Linked DNA regions of Bombyx mori: region 1 is linked to region 2. The links are chromatin contacts, called in public Hi-C maps. All regions are on one chromosome and are shown on one strand. The core of a region is the stretch at or near the end of the contact, and the rest is flanking DNA. Distances in the headings are between cores, read along the strand shown.

What was found. A called contact is a pair of places that touch in the nucleus more often than the background predicts.
Region 1: a Hi-C map of midgut shows a contact between it and region 2, with 1.6 times the contacts expected there. The contact joins the enhancer-like site here to the promoter of LOC105842239 in region 2. A contact is called at or near these places in 2 of 7 Hi-C or Micro-C datasets (midgut and whole pupa).

Annotation. Positions count from the first base shown.
Region 1 is chr19:11,022,193-11,026,849 of ASM3026992v2, forward strand. The region is part of intron 1 of FDL (fused lobes); the gene reads right to left. Among protein-coding and RNA genes, the nearest start is that of LOC134200695, 5.7 kb to the right of the region's middle. Within about 2 kb of position 1,974, at least 5 of the 8 cell types and tissues checked have open chromatin away from gene starts, as enhancers often do.
Region 2 is chr19:10,974,588-10,978,845 of ASM3026992v2, forward strand. It overlaps LOC105842239, which reads left to right and starts at 2,244. Exons shown (of 5, transcript XM_038017786.2): 1 at 2,244-2,445. The region is part of intron 2 of FDL (fused lobes); the gene reads right to left.

The sequences.
Region 1 (4,657 bases), core at 724-3,223, 47 kb after region 2:
GTAAATTTTACAAAATTAAATTAAATATGTTAGACGGTTCCTTTATAAACCTATAAATTCCAAAGACATATCATAAATTAAAAACAAATATTCAGTGAAGCTACGTACGTACATATACTTATGACTTAAGAAATAAATTGGTTTAAAAATAAAGCGCAAACAGGAAGATAAAGTTTTGTTCACCTTTGCTATTTGTTTGGTAATCGGGCGCAGGGCCGTCTGATGTTAAGAAATCTCCGGATCTCATCATTATAAATGAAACAGGAGGTATATTGTTGTGTGTGCATCATATAAAAAATACCAAACTGATATAATAATATGTACTTCAATGATTTTTTCTAGTTTTACTCTTTAGACCTCTATTTTTTTTAAATTTTTTTTATTGCTTATATGTGTGGACGAGCTCACAGCCCACCTAGTGTTAAGTGGTTACTGGAGCCCATGGAAATCTACAACGTAAATGCGCCACCCACCTTGAGATATAAGTTCTAAGATCTCAGTATAGTTACAACGGCTGCCCCACCCTTCAAACCGAAACGCATTACTGCTTCACGGCAGAAGTAGGCAGGGCGGTGGTACCTACCCGCGCGGACTCACAAGAGGTCCTACCACCAGTAATGTAAGGTTTAAGTAAACAAATGTTGTCATATGTTTGTTTCTTTTACTATAAATATTTTTATTAAAACTTTGACTTAGCTTTTTTCTTTTTAAATGTTTATAGGCGTGATGTATCAAAGCTCACAGACATCAACAAAGTAAATGCCGGCACCCACCTTAGGACGCGAGTTCTAAGTCTCAGTTTTATATATTAGTACAGCAGTTGCCCCCGTTTTTAAAGCGAAACGCATTATTGCTTCGCGGCAAAAATAGGCAGGGTAACGGCACATACCCGTGCGGGTTCACATGGAACCTTACCAACAGTAATTACGTAATATAGATTTTTTGTTAGCTTTAGTTTCAAAACACGATGCTATTCCTGTATCGTGGAAGTCATTTGTGAACACGTGTTAATTATTTCATTAGAAAAATTGGTACCTGCCTGCGGGATTCGAACACTGGCACATTCGCATCGTTTGATACGCGTACACCGGACGTCTCACCTTTTAGGCTACTACACGGTCTTTCTGAATCGCGCTATGCTTATATTGAATGTTTTAAAACCATTTGGAATATATAATAAATAATGTAATAAATGCATTTCTAAACATTCAACTACATCAGTGGTTCCCAAATTTATTTTGTCAACTGCCCACTTTGAGACTAAATTATTTTTTAGCGCCCCCATTTTTTCACCTACTAATAACCACTATAGCGAGAGCTCAGTCGGTGTCTGAAAGTCCTCTTAGATGAAATAAAAATCGCCTTTGAAGCCTCTACACAACGCCCCCATTTTTTTCTGAGTCTCTTATCGCCCCTTTTTTTTTTTTTTAAACCTAAGCTGGTAGCCTGTAGCGGCTATTCCAGCGTAACCGTAACTAGTAGGTGAGCTCACAGGGCTCAAACCTGACGACGATGCTAACACGAACCCTAGCAAGAGTCGTGCTTCGCAGAATCTACCACCGGATCGGAAACGCGACCCACTGAGAAGATCCGGCGAGAAACTCAGTGGGCTGTGTCTGAGAGTTAATTTACTCGTCGAGCCCTTCGTCGCAAGCGACGGGTTCGACGAGGACGGCGACCGGTGCTTGAAGTACCTAGAAGCACCGTTAGTGGATCGGGAGGATACCGCCCCCCATTAGGCCTGCAGCGCCCACAAGGCTTTGGGAAAGGCGGAACAAAATTTTTGCGAACGGGGTCGCTGCCGTAGCTAGTGCATAATTCGATACGACTGGCGCTGGCTCCTCAATTTCAGATTTACAAGAGTGAGTAGTAATCGTATTATTTGACCTAAGCTTTTGTACACAATGAAATCATAGCCGTCGCGTTGTAATTCAACAGCTGACCGTTATTTAATACAGGCGCGTTGCATTACAACGGCGCGGTGATGTCATTAGTGAATCCGTAACGTGCCTATATTGCTTCCGAATGTACCTGCTTGTTACAATCGTAAATTGGTTGTCGGTAATTAAGAAATATACTTATATGAAAAGAAAATACGTCATTTAATTTACATTTTTCTATGGAAACTGCAGATTGAATAGTTCCATTTTTATGTTTGTAATAACATTTATTATTTAATGAACGTCGTTATTTTCATCTCATTGTTATCGTTCTATGGAATAGAAACATAGTTGATTCGTTTGAGTTTAAGCTTTGTCGAGTCTTGTTGGTTTTTCGTTTAGTACTTAAATAATAATTTTGATAAATACGTCTGTAGTTTATTTTGTGATAGTCATTTTAGAATACAATTGAGATTACAACCTCACGTGTCAAGGTCTACTGGCTTCAGTAACTAAGAAACAGAGGGGCCGCGAGCTCATCCTCTCATTTAGAACAAGAAAGTTTTCGTACAAAATCGATTTTTGCAACCCAAACCTTCTAATATCGACAAATATTTAGAATGACGTTGGTGCATTGCTTTAAAACAAACAATGGTAGGAGAGAACAGTATGTTATTAGACGATGGGTGGGGGTGGAAAGGCATGTATGATGAATAGTCTATGCGGCGACGCGGCTAGACTTACTATTTATCATTAAATTCTGTTCTCTCATATCTCTGAAATATATAATTATCGTACTGTAGTTTTTACTTTGAGTTTCAACTATTTTAGTCATAAAATAACTTTTATTATTATATAACAATGGTTTCGTATTTAATTCGATAAAATTATTGAAACTACGCTAATAATTACATATTATAGATTGATAACGGTTTGGTTTCAGTACTACACTATGCTATAAAAGGTAGGGTTATTTCTTTGAGACATCTGCTGGTGAATAAAACAGATTAGGATAAGAGCAAGGATTTTTAGGGAAAGTCTCATTTTCAATGACAACTTTCGATTTACCGAGCAAGATTGCTCACATATATTTATTAATAATAATTATTATTATTGATTAGATATTCATCATCATTATTATACAGATTAGCTATGTATACCTATTGGTATAACCCATTTGGTATTTTTTTTGTTTGTTTTCTTATTGCTTAGATGGGTGGACGAGCTGACAGCCCACCTGGTGTTAAATGGTTACTGAAGCCCATAGACATCTTATTTCCTACTACTTAAGTAGCCCATAGACACTCACTACGGGCCTCACTACGGGTCGGCGTCCCTGCGGTACGTACGTACGTATCCATGTACACTTGTATCACAGCCTGATCCTGCTCTATCCGCAATACATACAAGAGTAAGAACCGTCGCGCCTTCGTCTCTCCTAGAATATTTGGCTCAATAATAATAACATAAACTAGTAATAACGTAATGTAACATTAACCAGTAATAACGCACCGGTCAACGTTCTCGTCGAACCCGTCGCTTGCGACGAGGGGCTCGGCGAGTAAATTAGCCCACAGACACAGCCCACTGAGTTTGCGCCGGATATTCTCAGTGGGTCGCGATTCCGATCCGGTGGTAGATTCTGCGAAGCACTGCTCTTGCTAGGGCTAGTGTTAGCAAATTCTTCACCTACCAGTCTGGGCGCAGCTGAAATAGCCCTCTTAGGCTACCCGCGAATAGGTGGGCAATAAAGAAACTACATACGTACTATAACCGCGCAGTGTCAGGGATTTCCACGCATTTATAATAAATAAGCACATAAGCATCTATCGGCTCGTACTAAAGTCGAATATTTTATTATGTGTCAAGAAGCATTTATTGCGGAGCCGTTAAATATGGTCGATAGTAAAACTTACAGATTGGCACGTGTTTACTGTCCAATCCGATTTTATATACAAGGCGGTGCCTTATATGGCATTGTCAAAATATCGTATAGATGTACTGAATATATAATACTGCCTACTATTTTGGACATGGTTACGCCTTAGCGTCACATACTTGGCACCAAACTCTTGAAGCCCATAAACAGACAGACAATCTCTTAGCTGTAATATTGTGGAGGCCACCGAGGCATGTACATAATTTATAAACATAAGATGTCATTGTTTTGAAAAATTTTACTTTCTAGTGTAGGTATTATATCACGGAACAATATCACAACTATAACGAGGAACCGATCACCGACCACGTATTGAGTTAAGCCATCATCGTCCCACACTGTTAATGGCCAATATTCACTGAACTATAAGCGTTGGCGAGAGTTGCGACAACTCAACTTGTACTTATACATAATCACAACATAGTTAAAGTATTTACTTTCATGTTTTTATTTCGTCTAATTAGGTAACTGGTGGTAAACAGCAATAAAACCTACAATTCAAATTTCGATCTCACGTCTCGACGTGGATGGGTCGCTACCTCATCATCATCATCTTAGCCTTATAGCTGTCCACTGCTAAACATAGGCCTCTCCAATCGATCTCCAGTGCGGCCTGTCCGTTGCCACCTGTATCCAACCTGACCCAGCGATTTTCACTGGGTCGTCTGTCGCTACCTACATTGTATTATTCAGTAACAATTTGATAAGAAATGGCCGTAAACTCTTTCGCCTTTAAAATGCCATATAATAATAAAAAGGTTAGACAATAAAATTGTGAGTATACGGTAAGCTTAAAAGTGACAAATTGAGAGAGACCACACGGGACTGCAGACCAAAC
Region 2 (4,258 bases), core at 994-3,493:
TTGTATTCATGTCTATGATAATAAAATCCTTTTGTTTAAACTTTATCTAATTTAACTTTATTTAACCAATTTCTAGAAAGTTGCATGTAGATCATTTTTCGAAAAATAAGGCCATAAAGAAGTTTCACTTCTTACGTGTGTACACTAGTACACGCACACATTTTTTTATTAATCATGAACCCCAGCGCGTAACAGTATGTTAATGGTGTACTACTGTTGTGGTTGCAACTGGTAATGTTAGGTCCATGTCTTTAACATTAGCATTATAAGGGTGCCTGGACGCGTCCGGATATAGCCCTGTGATCCTGCGACTACCAAGCAGATAGGATAGAGACAGTTACCCGTCATGTTCTAGTTTTTATTATACAGGGTGTCCCAAACATAGTGTCAAGCCGAAGTACAGAGGTAGAGCATCATTAGGGCTATCCGAATCACCGCCACGTATGTTCCGTAATCCTTGATAGTTTTCGAGTTAATTAATGAAAAAGGTTATGTAACTTTATTTTTTAAATAGGCTTAGAAAAAATACAGGATTTTTAACTTTTTTAGTTTCAATATATTTTTTAAAAGATTAAATTAGATCTATGGATGGAGATACTTCTGAATCAACTAGTCCTAGTATTTATCTAATTAAGAAATAAAAATCAGACATGTACGTAATCTATTCGTGCCAGTGACTAAAAAATGCCTTAACACAGTAATAAATAAATTTATTAATTAAACATAACTCGAAAAATATAAAAAATCGCGGAACATACATGGGGATGAGTCGGATAGCCCTAGTGATGCTCTACCTCTGAACTTCGGCTTTACACTATTTTTTGGGACACCCTGTATAATTACTAAGACTTGTTTTTTTAGTTTTAAAAGCCATGTTGTATAAAAGATAACTGGTACTTACTTACATGGTAATGATACTTACTTGGACTAATTTCAATCAATAAAATATTTTCATTTTATCGACGAAAATTTATCATTTTTTAAGTAGCCGAAGAGCAAACGAATCTGTTAATCCTAAGAATGTTTGCCTGATGTGAGAATCGAACCCACGACCCTTGGCGCAACAGTCAGGGTCACTAACTACGTAGTTAGTCAGCCAAGGAACTAATTTGACAACAACAAAAGTAAACGCGTAAACTCTAGATGTTATTGGAATTATAAATCTGTTATCAAAAGACAGGACCCATTAACTTATTGCAATCTGCTAACTCGCTAGAACTGCAACTAGTAATGCCAGAAAATCAACATCTAAAACTTATGCGAGGAATAAAACCTAAGCACAGCAAAATACACCTTAACTACCAAATTTTAGGACATGCAATCGATTTACGTACAACATTTGGATGTTATTCACGTACCTTAGAGCGGTGTGACGGGACGGCCACGCTCGAGGGAGTGACACCGAATGTTGGTCAACACTCGCCGACAAGGGCTTAATGATGGAACAAACGTTTGACGACATTAGTGCTTCGGACGCATAAGTCACGAAAGATCGCTCCTTTTAGAATATTTATCACGTTGACTGCCACGTGGGTCATCGATGCCCTACGCGGCGCACTGAAGTAACTATTTCGATTACTCTCTTTGTTCTTCTTACATAATATATCCAGTAGACTCTGGGAAAGACGAATCCGAAGATACTGACAATGAATCTATTACTAAGAGACCTAAAAGACTAAAAGACCACGCTATATTAAACATTAATAAAAGCAAAACCTTAACTATCCCCTTCACACTCATAAGTTAGACCGCGCGAGAGAGAGATGGGCAGACTTTTCATGATGCGCATGCAGTGTGACGTCACGCCACGCGCTTATTCACAAACACTTCACCAGCGCAACGTGTGAATGTGTTGAACGCGAGCTACATGGTAGGCGGAGTGAGGGGTGTAAGGTTTTTTTCGTTACGGAATTTCATGATTCGGTCGCCGCGCTCAAGGCCCGCGATAAAATCTATGCAATAGCTTAAAAGCAAATATATTTTTCTTTAGTTGTGTGGGTTTTTTCAAATTTAACTAAATGTTATTTTGCGCGTTCACGAATTATAAAGCTTTCGTATTTGAATAAATTCAACAGACAACAAAGTCTACAATGTGTGCGAATATAAACCGATAAAGTGTTTCAAAAGGTCACCGTATGTAACAGCAATTCAGGAAGACGCATCATAAAATGTAATACAATTCGAAATATAAAAGCGTTGCCCTTTAGCCGCTCGACGTTGTGATCCAACGTTTGTTCCAGTTTTCCTATGTTGGCGGTTTGGCTTGAAGGCGGGTGGATTCCGGACACTCCCTAAAATTTCCTCCCCGCAGTCACAGTGTCGCGGTTCGCTCGAGGCGGGAGTCGCGTCGCGCTGCCCGCTAAAAACTTTCCACCTTACGTACGCTTATAAACTTTCGACTGTGAATGACTCGTGTTTATATAGAACCTGTTTTGATAATGAAAGGTAATCTTTATTGGGTTTTAATTACATTCTATCGGAATTTCGTATAATTTAGCCCAGTTTAAGACATTAACTGCATATTTTTTACAATAAAACGTGTCGCTATCTATTGTATTGTTAATTAATTTATATGATAGGGTACAATTTTTAATGCTGGTTTTATATTATAATTGCAGTAATTTTCCAATACTTACTTACATACTTATGGGTATTTTCGTATTACAGAAGTGTGAAGGTTTCTTTCTATGATTTAACATCAAGCCCGACATATTAAAATTTAACGAAACATGTGACTATTCAATAAGTCGCATAATCTAAATTTTTAACCAATAATTTTGATGCGAAACAGTCGAAAATAAACTACATACTCACATAATTGTGCAATATTTTTTGGAAAGGCATTGTTAAAGATTCGATAAAAAAAACTGTATAAAAATCGAAATCTCAATATTGTTTAAGCAAGTTTCCCAATTATCATTGTAAACTATGACGTATTCTCAGATTATGCAAGCCTAAATTATGTCAGACTAGCCGTACTCACTCGCCCACTTCGCTGGCCATTTAAAACTAACATTATTATTTATTGTCATTATTATTAGGGAGTCCAACACTCATAAAAATATTAGCCTATCCATTAAGTACATGCATTTTCTACATGAACACCAAGTTTCAAGTCAATCGGATGCACGGTTCAGTAGTTATAACGGAACATCCGTAAAAACCATTGTAGATTTATATATTAGTGTAGATTCAAGTTAGGCGAAGCACATTAAAAATTACCCCCCACGCCGCCTGGCCTGTCTAAATGTCAAGTGCGCGGCAGCACCGAAAATGTCCGAACCACATACATATTTTACAACTTTGTATTTTTGCAACATTTACAAGAAAAGACATACATACATATACATATTACATATTTTAAGTTCGAAAATGTATGTTGGATAATACGAATATAATCAATCTGTGTTTTAACGAGTGTGGTTTTAAAAAAATCGTGTTGTTTATGTAGTCTTTTTTAATACTGTTAGGTTTACTGGTGGTAGGACGCTTTGTGAGTCCGCACGGGTAGGTACCACCATCTTGCCTATTTTTGCCGTGAAGCAGTAATGCGTTTCGGTTTGCAAGGCGGGACAGTGATAGTACTGTAAAGACTGAAACATTAGAACTGATATTTCAAAATGGGTGGCGACATTTACGTTGTAGACGTTTATGGGCTCCGGTAACCACTTAACAACAGGCGGGTCGGAAGCTCGTCCACCTAATTAGAAAATTTTTACCGCCAAAAGATCAACAATAAAAGATATCGTAGTCGGCATTAAAATAATAACGTTTTTTCAAAGCTGTTATTAATTCATATTAATAATAAAACGGTAATATGCATATTAACAGCCAGCCGTGAGAACGGTAACACATTACATTCCACGTACGGCGTAATGCACATTAATAATTTAAGCCTTATTATATTATTCTTAGTAAAACATAAATAGGTATTTTATATTTCTGAGCCTCGCAGTCAACATAACAAGGATTACTACAAAATTGAGTACTTTAATTTTTATTGGGTAATTTAAAAGTTGTTTGAGCAACAAGCAGGCTAGGAAAGTAATTATATTTTTCCCGGTGCCATATTTAAATTTTTTATTTTATTTTTATTTTTTTTATTGCTTAGATGGCTGAACGAGCTCACAGCCCACCTGGTGTTAAGTGGTTACTAGAGCCCATAGACATCTACATCGTAAATGCGCCACCCACCTTGAGATATAAGTTGTAAGGCCTCAGTATAGTTACAACGGTTGCCCCACACTTCAAACCGAAA